2 separate regions of the Ovis aries genome follow, and region 2 is linked to region 1. The links are chromatin contacts, called in public Hi-C maps. All regions are on one chromosome and are shown on one strand. Each heading gives the region's core, a stretch centred on a gene start, on an enhancer-like site or on the middle of the called end of the contact. The rest is flanking DNA. Distances are from core to core; before and after follow the strand shown.

Evidence for each region. A called contact is a pair of places that touch in the nucleus more often than the background predicts.
Region 2: a Hi-C map of hypothalamus shows a contact between it and region 1, with 2.4 times the contacts expected there. The contact joins two enhancer-like sites. A contact is called at or near these places in 2 of 16 Hi-C or Micro-C datasets (hypothalamus and tail adipose tissue).

What each region holds. Positions count from the first base shown.
Region 1 is chr11:34,336,927-34,344,397 of ARS-UI_Ramb_v3.0, forward strand. The region is part of intron 1 of TOM1L2 (target of myb1 like 2 membrane trafficking protein); the gene reads left to right. Among named protein-coding and RNA genes, the nearest start is that of TOM1L2, 35 kb to the left of the region's middle. Within about 2 kb of position 4,010, at least 6 of the 54 cell types and tissues checked have an H3K27ac peak or open chromatin away from gene starts, as enhancers often do. A contact at or near this core is called in hypothalamus, where this site is marked.
Region 2 is chr11:34,487,098-34,494,568 of ARS-UI_Ramb_v3.0, forward strand. All of the region lies in intron 1 of RAI1 (retinoic acid induced 1), which reads right to left. Among named protein-coding and RNA genes, the nearest start is that of RAI1, 12 kb to the right of the region's middle. Within about 2 kb of position 4,439, at least 52 of the 54 cell types and tissues checked have an H3K27ac peak or open chromatin away from gene starts, as enhancers often do. A contact at or near this core is called in hypothalamus, where this site is marked.

The sequences.
Region 1 (7,471 bases), core at 2,760-5,259:
AGAATTTTCCAGGCAAGAATGCCGGAGTGGGTTGCCATGTCCTCCTCCAGGGGATCTTCCCGAACCAGGGATTGAACCTGCATTTCTTGCATCTCCTGCATTGGCAGGCTGACTAAGCCACCTGGGAAGCCCAAAAGAAATGAGAGAAGATAGATGAATGGAAGGACATCCCATATTCATGGACTGAAGACTTCATACTTTGAAGCTGACAGTACTAACCCAAAGTGGTCTGCAGATTCAATGCAATCTCACTCAAAATCCCATCAGCATGTTTTTTTTTTTTTTTTTTTTTGCAGAAATAGAAAACTCCATCCTAAAATTCATATGGCATCTCTCAGTTCAGTTCAGTCGCTCAGTCATGTCCGACTCTTGGCAACCCCATGAATCGCAGCATGGCAGGCCTCCCTGTCCATCACCAACTCCAGGAGTTCACTCAGACTCACGTCCATCGAGTCAGTGATGCCATCCAGCCATCTCATCCTCTGTCGTCCCCTTCTCCTCCTGCCCACAATCCCTCCCAGCATCAGAGTCTTTTCCAATGAGTCAACTCTTTGCATGAGGTGGCCAAAGTACTGGAGTTTCAGCTTTAGCATTATTCCTTCCAAAGAAATCCCAGGGCTGATCTTCAGAATGGATTGGTTGGATCTCCTTGCAGTCCAAGGGACTCTCAAGAGTCTTCTCCAACACCACAGTTCAAACGCATCAATTCTTCGGCGCTCAGCCTTCTTCACAGTCTGACTCTCACATCCATACATGACCACTGGAAAAACCATAGCCTTGACTAGACAGACCTTAGTCGGCAAAGTAATGTCTCTGTTTTTGAATATGCCATCTAGGTTGGTCATAACTTTCCTTCCAAGGAGTAAGCATCTTTTAATTTCATGGCTGCAATCACCATCTGCAGTGATTTTGGAGCCCCCCAAAATAAAGTCTGACACTGTTTCCACTGTTTCCCCATCTACTTCCCATGAAGTGATGGGACCAGAACGGCATCTCTAGGGACTCCAAATAGCCAAAGCAGCCTTGACAAAGAAGGACAAAGTTGGGATTTCTCTGGTGGTCCAGCGGCTTAGACTCCGAGTCCCAATGCTGGGGGCCTGGGATCCATTTCTGGTCAGGTAACTAGATCCCTCATGCCGCAACTGAAAGACTGAAGATCTGCGTACAGCCAAATAAATATTTCTTTCAAAAACAAATAAAAATAAACATACTAAAAGAAAGAGGGATAACGTAGAAGGACTGACACTTCCGGATTTCAGAACTCACCATCATCAGAGCAGCGTGTCCCTGGCACAGGGAGAGATGGAGACCATGGGACGAAACAGGGAGCCCCGAGGCAAATCTTACCGTGGATGCTCGGCTGATGTCTGACACACGGGCCAAGATCAGCTGGTGGGAGAAAGACAGTCTTCCCAACAGATGGAGCTGGGAAAACTGGGTGTCCACACGCACAAGAGTGGAGTTGGAACCTCACCTTCTACCATCTAGAAAACTCAACGATGAATCAATTAATAGCTAAACATGAGCTATTAATAAAACTATAAATGTTTTAGGAGAAAACAGAAAACTTCATGACCCTGGATTTAGCAGTGCAGAGTGGGAGAAGATACTTGCAAAGCACGTATCTGATAAAGGATTAATACCCACTTCTGTGAGGTTCCTAGAGGATCAAGTTGAGATACAAAAAGTAGAAGGGTGGGTGTCAGCAGCTGGGGAAGGGGTGAGGAGTGAGGGTTTCAGGGGGCTGAGCTTCAGTTTGGGAAGATGCATCATTTCTGGAGGTGGTGGTGGGGACGGGTACGTGTACTTGCACTTGATGGCCTTGAGCTGTGCACTGAGAAGCAGTTATGGTGGTACATTTTATGTTGCGTATATTGTGAAAGTGAAAGTCGCTCAGTTCTGTCCGACTCGTTGCGACCCCATGGGCTATACAGCCCATGGAATTCTCCAGGCCAGAAGACTGGAGTGGGTAGCCTTTCCCTTCTCCACTGGGTCTTCCTGACCCAGGAATCGAAGAAGGGTCTCCTGTGTTGCAGGCGGATTCTTTACCAACTGAGTTATAAGAGAAGCCCATGTATATTTTACCACAGTAAAAAAAAAAAAAAAAGTCACCAAGAAAGGAAGAAAAAGTGTCCATAGGCCAGTGTGCTGTCAGAGCAGAGTGGGGGACTGAGGGGGTCAGAGATCACCAGACCCCCTACCTCATTTGACAGAAACAGTGCTCAGAGGAAGAAGCGGAGTAGGCTGGGTCCAGGGCCCAGGGGTGACGTGGCAGAGCGGGACTGAGCCCAGTCTGCGGGTGGTGGGGCAGGGACGCGGTCTGCCTGCCTCCCACTGCCTCCCAGTGCCCGACCCTCGGCAGTCATCAGCTGGATGGCCCTGTCCAGGGCCCCCCACCCCCACCCCTGGGAGCATGTCTGCACCTGCCTTCTGCTCCCAGGCTCTGATGGGAAGGCTCAGGGTGGGACCAGGCAGGGCTGCCTCACCTGCAGCCAAGGTCCAGAGCACGATCTCCATCAGGCCCCTGCCCTTGCCCTCTCCAGCTGTGGGGTGGGGACAGGGGCTGCCCCAGTCCCTGAGGACTTCACATTAGCCCTGGCTGGTTCTTCCCGGCTTGTCTGGTCCTGTGTGCCCTGCTTGCAGGGGCCTGCTGTGGTCTGTCACTGTGTGTGTGTGTGTGTGTGTGTGGCCAAGGAGGTCTTTTTCACTTCCTCCCGGCTCCATGGCACCAGCGCTTCTGGAGATTGGGTCCCCAGGCTGCCAATCTGTATCCATGGCCTGGGGACCACCGTGTTTTATTTTGCCTCCAAGTTACAGAGGAAGCTGCCTCTGGAGTCTGTGGGCTGGTCAAGTTATACTCTGTGCACCTTCTTCTGGCCCCTCCTCTGCCTTTTAAGAGGGTGAGGGAGGAGTGGGACCCCCTGTTGTAGAAAAGGACACCCCATGAAATGGGTGGACACCCCCAAACAGAGGGACACCCCAAGAAACGAGGGGCACCCATGAAACAGGGGGACACTCTGTGAAACGGGGGACACCCCTGAAACGGGCAACACCCCATGAAACGGGGGACACCCCTGAAACAGAGGGACACCCCATGAAATGGGGATACCCCAAAACGGGGAACACCCCATGAAACGGGGGACACCCCTGAAATGGGGACACCCTTGAAACAGGGGACACCCCTGAAATGGGGGACACCCCATGAAACGGGGGGACACCCCATGAAATGGAGGGAGTCTCTAGTGAAAGGGGAGCAGCTGCAGTTAACATCCACCAGGTCAGGGACTCAGAGCAGAGGCATCCACTGCTCTGAGTGCAGTGTTGGGACTGAGTTCCTTTCCACCTGTCTGGTCCACCTCACCTGCCTCACTGGCCTGAACCCATCCAGAGCCCAGAAGGCTGATCTGAAGTTGATGGGGCATGTTGTCGAATGAGTCCCACCCTTGCAGACTCCTTTTCTCCTCTCCACCCTCGACAGGAAGCAGCCCAGTCCCTCTCGGCTCCTTCTCACTCTCTTGATTGTGGAGGAGGTGGAAGATTCTGCTGTTTCTCCTCCAGGCTCACCAAGAGGCTGCTGCTGAATGCAAAAATGCTAACCCAGCCCTCTTGGCTGCTTCTGACGTTGCTGTATTTCACATCAAAGTGTAGAAATCAGTAGCCAAGAAACCAAACCCCTGGACTGGAGTGTCCTCCCAGCATCACGGCCCTGAACTTCAGAGCATGTGGGAGGGACATTGTGGTGGGGCATGGGCTGCTGCTGGAAAAGAACCTTGCCATCAGGGTCTGTACACCCCGACCAGGATGGAAGCTCAGAGCCTTAGCCACTGCACTGCCAGGGAAGTCCCAGGGTTGACATTCAAGGCACCCTGGACCCCAGCTCACACCAGGCAGGGGGCAGCCTTTTCTGAATGGAGAAAACGCCATGGCAACAGCATCAGGATGACAGGCTCTGAAGCTTTAATGGGCGCTGTGTCTGCCCCTGCTCCACCCAGCCCTGCACAACCCTGTCCAGCTCTGCCTTGCCTCTGGCCGTTAGCATATCACTGGAGACCTCTGGAAGGTCAGCCCTTTGCTGCCCGGGTCACTGGCTCTTTGATCTGTCTCCATCCTGAGGGCTGGCTGGCGGGAATGACTTGCTCCCTGACCTCTGGAGCATTGTGTTTTTGCTGTTGCACCAGGATTTATTTATCTTCGGTTTTGACAATTTACGTGATAACAGAAATGAGCCTGAACTTGGCGTCCTCTGGCCTGGGGAGGGAGCCAATGGGAGTGGCCACAGTTGGAGGGCAATCAGACCCAGCTTGGTCCCATGGCGGGAATTCTTTTATGAGGAAAGGAAACTGAGAAGCGATTTGAGCTCCTTTGTCAGCCTTCCCTCCTTCTTCTGTCTCAGCCGAGCCAAATACCCACAGTTGTATGTCTGTGGCATTTCCAGCAAAATGGAAATAAAGAGGCATTCTTATGGGGTCAGTGCTTTATAATCAAAAGGAGCCTCTATCTTTTGCTGGAACTCAGAGCCCAGTGATTGAATAGAGGGTGCTAACCCCGAGGAGAGGTTCTCACGCCTCTGACCCCCTTCCTGGTGGTGGGAGGAGGGATGGGGAGGTTCACTGATGGAAGTTTCCTCCGTCAAGCCTCCAAGAGAGTGTCCCCTGGGCCCTGCTGGTGTCCCCCGTTCTGTCTTCCTGAGTCTGTGTGTGACCCATGCTGAGATGGGACAGACCACAGGCGGACTGTGGCCCTTTGGCCAGCTGGCCTGTCCCCTCACTGGTTCCGAAGGGTAGCAGGTGAGCGGCTTTACTAGGAGGCTGCAGAGGCCCTGCTGTGTGTGACCCCAGGTGTGGGGGGGGGTCTCCTCCTCTGGGGGTGGGCCCTTCAGAGATCCAAGTGGTAGAGTGAACAGGGGGCAAGGGTCTCGTCGCGGACCCTCCCGATGCTGCCTCACGCTGCCCTCTCCTCACACAGCCTCTGTGTCCAGTCTTCCCGGCTCTGGGCTGGACGGTGCTTTGACCGTTCCGTCTGAGTGCCTGCCCCAGCCCCACCCCCATGAAGATGTCCCCTGAGGGCCCAGCGGTGCTGCCTGCGGCTGGGTGGCATGGCCTCTCCTCCATCCTGACCTTTGCCTCTCTTCACAGGCTCCTGGCTCCTCCTCCCTTCCTCTCTCCCCATGCTTTCCTCCCCCATGAGGTGCCTGTGTGCGTGCTCAGTCGTGTCTGACGCTCTGTGACCCCACAAACTGTAGCCCACCAGTCTCCTCTGTCCATGGGATTTCCCAGGCAAGAATACTGAGGTGGGTTGTCATTTCCTTCCTCGAGGGGATCTCCCCAACCCAGGGTTGGAACCCACGTCTCCTGTTTCTCCTGCATTGCAGGCAAATTCTTTACTGCTGAGGCACTGGGAAAAGCCCCCCAGAGGAGAGGGTTTCATCAAATGCTGCCTCTGCTGCAGCCAGGTGGCACCATGGGCCCTACTGAAGGGCCCCTGGCCCCCACCCAGCGCCCCGCACACAGGGCCTCATCCAGCCACTCTCGCCCCTGGGTGGGCTTGCTCCTTTTGTGGGGTGGAGAGTCTTTGGGTGTCAAGGGTGATGAGTAAAGAGGGTGAAGAGGTTGAGGATACTTGCTTTTTGGTAAAGACTGAAGCAGTTAGGGTCATCCACACAGACCACGGGCTGGCGCACTGATGTCCAGAGCCGCGGCCGGGTTCCTGGAGTGTGATGACCGCTGGGAAGGACCGCTGTCGATGGAGTGTGAGCTCTGGGCTCCATGTGCAGAACAAGCGTGCCTTCCCCGCAGCTGCGTCTAGCGGAACCAGCCACTTCCAGTGTGCACAGAGGTCGTGGGGTTCACGCTGTCAGTGGACATGCATGTTGTATGAAGTTTTTGTTAAAGAGGCCGGTGACTGTCTTGACTGTCTCTGTGGAGAACTAAACAGTTTGGACAGGGCAGCGTTGGGTCCAAACTCACAGTGCTGACAGCTGGGGCCACATCAGCAAGTGCCCAGGCATTAGACAGACCCAAGACCAGATGTCAGGGCCTATTCAGCTGTGTGATCCTGGCCAGCATCCCAACCTCTCTGAGCCTCACTTCCTCTAAATATGGGAGAGAATACTGCCTGCCTTAGGATTTTTAAAAACCTATTAAAATAGGTATAACAAAATGTGCCATTCTAACCACTCTTAAGTATTGAACGCATTCACGTGGTCGTGCACCTCACTCTCTGGACCTTTATCATCAACTCTGTCCCCAGTTCAGTAGTAACTCCCCACTCCCTCCCCTAGCCCCTGGCACCCACCATTCTACTTTCTTTCTATGAATTTGGTTGCTTTAGGAACCTCCCATAAGGGGAATCATGCAGTATTTGTCTTTTTGTGTCTGGCTTATTTCACTCAGCATAATGCCCTGGAGGTCCACTTATCTTGGAGCCGGTGTCAGAATTTCCTTCCTTTTTAAGGCTAAGTAATATTCCTCTGTGTGAATCTGCACATTCTGTTTGGCTGTCATCTGTGTCTGGACACCTGGGTCACTCCCTGGCTGTTAGGAATAAAGCTGTTGTGAACATAAGTGCAGACATATCTCTTTGAGGTCCTGCTCTCAGCTCTGCTGGGTGTGGACCTGAAGTGGAGTTGCTGGATCATACGGTAGTTCTGTTTTCAGTTTTCTGAGAACCTGCCGTGTTTCCCACAGGGACAGCTCGTCATTTTCCATCCACACCAACAGTGCACAAGGGTTCCAGTCTCTCCACATTCTCACCAGCATTGCTTATGTTCCTTTTTTTTTTTTTTTTGATAGCAGTCATCCTAGAGAGTGTGAAGTGATAAATCATTGTGGGTTCGATTTGCACAGAGTCGGGCACGACTGAAACGACTTAGCAGCAGCAGCAGCAGCAATGATTAGTGATACATAGCGTTTTTTTTTCAGGGACATGTTGGCCACTTGTATATCTTTTTTAAAAATTAATTAATTAACTTGGCTGTGGCGGGGCTCAGTCATGACATTCGGAATCTTTTGTTGTGGCATGTGGGCTTAGTTGCTCTGAGGCATGTGGGATCTTAGTTCCCGGACCAGGGATTCAACCTGCGTCCCTTAAATTGCAAGGCAGATTCTTAACCTCTGGAATACCAGGGAAGTCCCCATATATAGGTTTTTGTTTTATTTTATTGTTTTGAGAAATATCTATTCAGGTCCTTTTGTTGTTGTTGTTGTCCAGTCACTAAGTTGTGTCCGATTCTTGCAACCCTATGAACTGTAGCCCACCAGGCTTCTCTGTTGTTCACTATCTCCCAGAGTGTGTTCAAATTAATGTCCATTGAGTCGGTGATGCCATCCAACCACCTCATTGTCTGCTGCCCTCTTCTCCTTTTGCCTTCAATCTTTCCCAGCATCAGAGTCTTTTCCAGTGAGTCGGCTCTTCGCATCAGGTGGCCAAAGTGAATATTCGGGACTGATTTCCTTTAGGATAGACTGGTTTG
Region 2 (7,471 bases), core at 3,189-5,688, 150 kb after region 1:
AATTGGGATGAAATCTCCCAGGATTGCTCCCTGGCAACTCATTTGCTTTCCCCCCCCCCCTAAACACTGGTGAGCCTTCATACTGGGCGTGGGGGCCAGATGTGGCAGGATGACACGCATCGTGGCACCTGGTCTAATGCACAGCAGGGAGCCTGCCAATTAGAGGTGTCCAGGACACAGTCGCAGGCAGGGGAACAAGTGAACTGATGCCTCCCTCTGCCAGGGAGGGGCCTGATGCTCTGGCTTCACCTCTTCCAGTCTCCCACAGTACCCCCCACCCTGCCCCCCACCTCTCCCAGTGGCCTATGTGAGAGCAAAGAAAGGAATGGTGGGCCTCCGGGGCCCCCTGGGGCAGTGCCTCTGGCATTCCAAAGTCAAGGCTGCTGCTGAGATATCCTGAGGGCCCTGGTGGGGAGGGCAAAGAGCACTGGGAGAGGAGAGACCTGCCTTCTGAGTTCCAGAGGTGATGGAGCCCAGAGGAGGCGGGCAGTGGCCTGGGGCCCACAGCACGAGTGTGGGTTTCCTGACTCCCTCAAGTCCTGGCTGAGCCTTTCAGGTGAGGTGAGCAGCCCCCCTGCCCTCCGTTAGTTTGAGGAACTCTGCAAGACTGCTCCGGGTCTGCCTCAGCTCCTGATGAACGTGTGTTCCCATTCCTGTACAGGCCACATAATGACGCAAACAGTTGATATGATTACTGTCTTTCCTGCTTTTGGCAGCTCCATGAGGGTGGGGCACAGAAACACCCAGATCTCAAGAGAATTCTGGTCGCACACACAGTAGGCCTGCAAACACGTCTATAGGCCAAATGAAGCTGTGATTATAAACAGTTGCAGGGCCAAAGGAAAAAAAATGTGTGCTGGGGTGAGCTCCAGGACCTCCAACCTCCACACAGCAGGCTCAGGGCCTGGATGCACCTCAAGGCCCCTGTGGCTGAGGGCTGCAAGCAAGAGGGGCTCACCCCCTTCCCCAGCCTGACCCCGAGGCCAGCCCACCCCCGCAGCTGCCGGCTGGCCTGCAAAGGTATGGCTCCCAGGGGGGCCCTGGGCATCCTCATTAGGAAAGTAGTGACAGACGCATTAGCTGCTGAGGTGGGGGGAGCTTAGGGCTGTCACGGGCTGAGGAAAACCAAATGCCATGGGCCACGTCTGGGCCGCATCTGGGTGAAGGGCTGCTGCCAGGAAAGGACAGAGGTGACGCCCTGGCGCCGTGCTGCCCCCAGAGCTGGGACTCCCTCCTGGGACTCAGGCCCCAAGCTGAGTGCCCCCAACATCCCTGGCTGTCCTTGCTGCCTGCCTCTGGGCAGGACTCAACTTGCCAACCAAGCTGGTGTCCGCCAACCAAGTCCTGCCTGCCCTGTGCCACAGGAGGATGGCTGGGAATCCACCCCCAGGGCACAGAAGAGGAAGATGAGGCAACAGGGGTGTCGGGGGAGCCCTGAGCAGAGCACTGCAGCCAGAGCCCCGCCCAGCATCAGGGCTGCCGTGGCCATCACAGGCTGTGTGATCTTGGACCTTGGCTGTCCCCATCCACAAGATGTGGGCCCGGACCACCCTGACCAGAGTTCCTTCTGGTCTCTGAGTCACAGGGCAAGGACGGCTCAGTTCTGCTGGAAGTTCTCAGTGTCTCTTCAGCCCCCAACGTCAGTCCTTCCCAGAGCCTGAGGCCCCGCCACACAGGTCACAGTACACAAGCGCATCAGGCATCAATTCCTCCCGGGCCACGGCTGGGGCAGCAGACTAGCCCACAACCAGCCAGTGCCACGGACTCTGCCTTTGACATGTAAGTCCTGCACCACACCACGTGCACACAGAAACGGGCTCACACACAACAGACACACACTCGGCACACCTGTGGCCCCACCACAAATGCAGACACACACACAGAAGAACATCTGTCCCCCAACCCTAATCCCATGTTGCGGACACAACCACAGACATGAGCACACAAACCTGCTCGCAAAACCCACTCCCTCAACTCATTCCTCAACCCCTCCCCTCCACACCCACAGACACCACACTGTACACACAGGCACACTCTTAGCAATCTTATACACAGACTCATATACACGCCTGGACACAGCAAGCATGTGAGAACCATCACTCTCCAGTACGGAACCCCCTCAAAGATGGACAGACACACAGCCCCGCAAGCCCAGACACACACTCATCTTGGCGCTTGGTTACATTCCATATGGCAGGCAGCACCCAGCCCAGAAGAGCGGCTCCAGATAAATAAGTCATGTTCAGAGCATTAATCTCAGCCCCAACCTGGCTGCCTCCCTGCTACAGGTAAAGTGAAATGGGGCTTCAATATTTCATAAACGAATAAACCTGCTAAGAGAACACAATTTACAAGGCCGCCGGCTGCAGACTCCTGACGGCCCTCACACATCTTTTCACTTTGGGAGCATGTGGTGGTGACTGCGGGTGGTGGCCAGTGGGGCATGCTGCCTGGTACCCCACCTGCCCCCCTCTTCCCGGGGTGCTTCCCAGGGAAGGGTGCATTCTGTGATTTTCCATCCACTAAATCCAGCTGCTGTCCAGGGACAGGGCCCTGCACTCTCTCCCCTCTTCTGCCTTCCTCTCAAGTCTTGGATGCCTTTTAAATGCCAGTCCATCCTTGGCAGCTCTGATTTTCCAAGGTCTGTTTCACGCAGGGATGGGATGTGTCAGAACTGAACTGCTTAGGAATGGAGAAAGAAGGCTGGTAGAGGGGATGGGTAGGGCCAGGGCAGCTTGGAGTTCAAGAGGCAGCTGAGCTGAGGGAGGCTGCGCCTGGTGCCAGGCCCACAGGCCCCAAAGGGGAGGCCAAGCAGCCCAGGGCAGCAGAAACCTGCTCCTAGAACATACAGTGGGAGCAGAAGGGGGCCACAGGGCCAACCACGGGCTAAGTCTGCATGTGGCTGGGCAAGGGGGACCTGGATGTGACTGAGGTCTGGGACCTTGGTATGGCCTTGCTGCTGGAGCCTGGTCTCCTTAGGGGCAACAAGTCTTCAACAGCTCTGCACAGGCTGGGTGGCACTGGCTGGGCTTGGTGGCCCCTGCCCAGACTGCCAATTAAGGAGCCAGGGCAAGGGTTCCTGGGGTTGGCAGATGGGGAGAGGTCCAACCAAGTCAGGAAGCAGCCATCCAGTCCGACTTCTCTCTGAAGCTCCCAAGATCCGGTTCCAGTTCTCTCCAGACTCACAGACTCAGGGAAAAGGAGCAGGCTTCACACAGGAAGGGAGAGAAGCAAGACATCAGATGGCTCACGGAGGAAGAAGGCAGCACCCTTTAACAAAAGACCCCAGGACAGGGCAGAGAAGAATCAAATGAGGCTGGCTTCAGGGCCTGGGAGTTTGGGTGGACTGCTTTCCTTTACATTTGCCTTACTTTCCAGAAGTCTATAATCAGCCCATCCTCTTTCTGTAGTGGGAGAGAAAACTATTAAAACACAAGGGCCTTACAAAACCAAATATACAGCATGACTCCATATTTTATATTTATTACATCTATCGTGTTGTTTACCATATGTCTAGAGCAAAAATGCTGACGATTATGTTCTAGGGGTGGAATTTATAAGAGGTTTTTGCTTGTCATCTGGCATTTTTAGCTTTTTCTAAAATCAACATGGTCATAACCTGGTGAAAGTGTTAGTTGCTCCTTCCTCTCCTACTCTTTGTGACCCCCATGGACTGCAGCCCCCCAGGCTTCTCTGTCCATGAATTTCTCCAGGCAAAAATATTGGAATGGGTTGCCATTTCCTTCTCCAGGGGATCTTCCCAACCCCGGGATCGAATCCGGGTCTCCCACATTGCAGGCAAATTCTTTACAGTCTGAGCCACCAGGGAAGCCCTTTATAACCTGATTTTATTTAAAAAAAAAAAATAAATGCTCAGGCCTGATAAGTTCTTTTCCACACCAAGTCTTCTCCCGCGGCCGCTGAAGTCCATTCTCACCCTCCCAGTTCTCGAAAGGCCAAGGACAGCTGACCCCGCCCAGGACACCTCTTCCAAGGCCCAAGGCTGCACCCTTCAGCGGCCTGCCCAGGCCATGTGCGGGCGAGCAGAGGTCAGCTGAGTGCCCGAGGGGAGACGGGGGGGGGGGGGAGGCCCGGGAGTGACCGGCGGGACACCGAAGGCGCGAGGCCCGAAAGGGCATCAAGCAAGGGAGGCGGCTGGCGAGGGAAGCGCAGAGCCAGGGCAGACCCGTACGGCAGTACGCGACGCAAAACAACAGACCCGGGCCGGGACGAGAACCCGGGGGCCGCCAGCCTCTCCGGAAGCCCCGCCCCATGCCCCGGTTCCCGGAAGCCAGGGGCCGTGAGGGGCGGGGCCTGAGCCACGCCCACAGCCCCGGTTCCCGGAAGTCGCCGTCTGGCGAAGGGAGGGGTGGGGCCTGGAATCCCCACCCCGCGACTGCGCGGGGCACGCCGGGATGGGCGCTGCCATGGCGACACAGCGGCCACCCCGCCCCTCCCCGCGCCCTGGCCTCCGGAGTCGCGGTCGCGGCCCTGGCTGGGCTCGTCCGGCCCGATGCGCCGAGGCCCCAGCGTGGCCGCTTTGAGGGCGCCGCTGGGAGCGAGGGGAAGCCAGGAAGCGCGGGCGTTTGCCCTCCCGAGGTCGGGGAAGAGAGGAAATGGCCCCCGAGGCGGTAATGCAGCTGCCTCTGTGTCTGGCCTGCCGGCTCCTACCAAGCCCCTCCCGCCCCGAGGCGGGGCTGCGCGCGCCTGGACAGGCGGGCCAGCCCGGGCTGCCCTGTTAGGATCCAGGATTTGCCCCCCGAGATGGCCCCTCCACCAGCGCAGGGGATGCTGGGCTCCAGGGCCTAGGACCCGAGATGCCAGCCTCTGTCCACCCACATGCCAGGCATCTGCTACTGAGCAGTGCGAACCCCTTTGCTCCGCTGCCCTCCAGGCCCCCTCAGGAGACCCAACCAAGCTGGCAGCCCGCCAGGCAGACCCTGATCCCTTCTTGGCCTGTATCCCTGTAGGGTCGGGGTTCACATGACGGGCCAGGCCAGTCGGGCCGGATGACTATCTCCCCAGTCCTGTGTGAGTGACTCTGCCCCAGTAGGTGGGCAAACAAGCCCAGATTTGTTAAGGAGTGAAGTGGCAGGGCTGGGACACAGCCAGGCTGACTCCAGAAGCCTGTCCACACACAGTGGCACTCCCTGCTCCCTGGCCGCCCAGCCTGGGCTGGTCCAGCCGCCTATCTCTGCCCAGAGCACTGGCCTGGCCTGCAGTCCCCTCCTCCCCCCTCCTCCTTCCCCTCCCACCAGCCGGCTTCCCTTCTGAGCCGCCAATCTGCAACCACACAAAGCCCTGTTTGTTTGCTTTCTCTGCTGCTCCCCCTGGATCCGATGTCTCTCTCTGCTACCTGCCGGCCTGGCTTCCTCTCCAGAAAGCCTTCCCAGACTCCTGAAAGGAAGGAGGGGCCAGTCATCCTCCCTAGAATCCACCTTCTTGGTGCTGGGGGTACCCCGCCAGAGCGGTCTGATGGCTTTGCAGCCCCCTCACTACCTCTCAGAATTTTGGGGTGCCTCCTGGGCAAAGCAGGGGAGATGCCTGCAGCCAGAGGCTGGGACGGGGGAGGGGAGCCAGAGCAGTCCTGCCAACCTCCCTTCTTTTGTGAGCAACGCTTGTTTTGTCAGTCGGGAAGGCTGCCCCTGACTTCCCTCCCAGCAACTCAAGGGGGCTGCCAGAAGATAAGGAGATGAATGGGGCCAGGACGGCCAAATTCAAGGAGGCGAAGGGACACCCCAGGTTCAAGGCCGTCACCCACCCTTGCTCTTCTGAGGGTACCCAGGCTCACCAGGCTCTAGGATGAAGGGTTACAGGCTGCACTGGGAGCCTGGCTTGGGAGGTACCCTGTCAGTGCCCACACTAGGCAAGCACCTGGGCAGATCTGTCTCCATGGCAGACACTCTCTGCAGTGTCTTGAGACACCCTATCAGCCTGAGCTGAAACAGGGCTTTCACAGACACAGAAAAATAAACACCCGCATTCCACACCACCTTCTCTACCTGCAGAGTGGGGGCTGCCCTCTCTCCCCATTCAAATAATGAAACCCAACACTGATACTGCACAGAGATACCACAATCTCGCCTGGTTCCTTCTACCCAGGGTTCTTTCACTGCACTCTGTCACGCTGGGTGGCCCAGGGCAGGTCCTAACCTCCCTGGGCCTCTCTCTTCCCCTTCCTGTTCTCTTCCATGCAGTTTAACCCTTAAAAGCAACTCCAGGACAAAGGTGTGGTTGTGCCCACTTGACAGATGAAAGCAGGCTCTGACTGAGAAAGCTACAGAGACTGAAACTGCTCTAGTCAGAATTCAAGCCCACTTCTGACTCCGAGGCCTAAAAAAAAAAAATCCCGCCAGGTCACAGTATTATTTCACAGAGATTATCTGCTGAATGGATGAGTGACCACCAGGAAATGAATGAGGAGCAGGCAGGGCCTGGCTTTGGAGCCCAACAGATTGTGGTTTCCAATCTTAAGTCTGCACTTGGTCGCTGTGTGACCTCACGCAGGTCACTTAACCTCTCTGAGCTTCAGTTTCCTTGATCCATAGGAGTTGGTTAATAAGGCTTAGAGAGGACCACCTAGTGCTGAGCACAATAGCAGGCACTCATTAAATGACGGCTTTTCTCCATGATCCCTCTCAGCAGCCAAAAAGCCAGGCATCCACTTATTAGAGGAACCAGGTCTCTCCTACCTCCACTTTCACCCACCTGGCCCTGCTGCCGGGCATCCCCCCAGTCACCTTCTCTGGTCCTCTGCAATGCTCAGGCTGAGCTCCCCGAGCTCCTGTCCTGCCTGGGAGAGCAGGGACTCTGTTTAAGTAGCCAGCCTGGGGGCCCCGGGGGGGGGGGGGGGGGTCACTGTCATCCCAAGGGAACAAAGCCAGCACCGTCCACATCCTGCTGGACTCGAAAAAAGAGCCAATCAATTAAGTGTGATCAGGCCAAACGTCTGTTTTTCGTGCTATTTCGGGCCATGGTGGGGATTTTCTGTGCTCCTCTCAAAGGTGTCCTAAACCAGATTCCTTCCCACCTCCCTCATCCCTGTGTTTGAAATGAAAATATTGTTCTTCCTCTTCTTTTTTTCCTAGTTCTCTTTCCCATCTATCAGACAGATGCAAATGAGGGAAGGGGCAGAGCTGGGACCTCTCCGGAGGGCGGCAGTTCCCTCCCACCAACCCACCAGGCCTCCGCAGGGCACCCCCTCCACCCCAGTGCCCTGGAGCACAGCATGCTGGGAGATGCAGTTGCCTCAAACCAGGCAAAGCAGAGAGGTCCTTGGCCTTGAGGCTGCGTCACTCACTGTCTGCTGTTGCCCCAGACACACACCAGGCATCTGCCCCTTCTACCACACACCTCTGCCTTTCTGCTTCTGAGCCTTTTCTGGGGCTGCACCCCTCCACCCCCACCTCTACCTGGATGCCCTCCCCCAAGGCCTCCCCTGCAAGGGGCACCTTCTCAGCTGCAGCAGGGT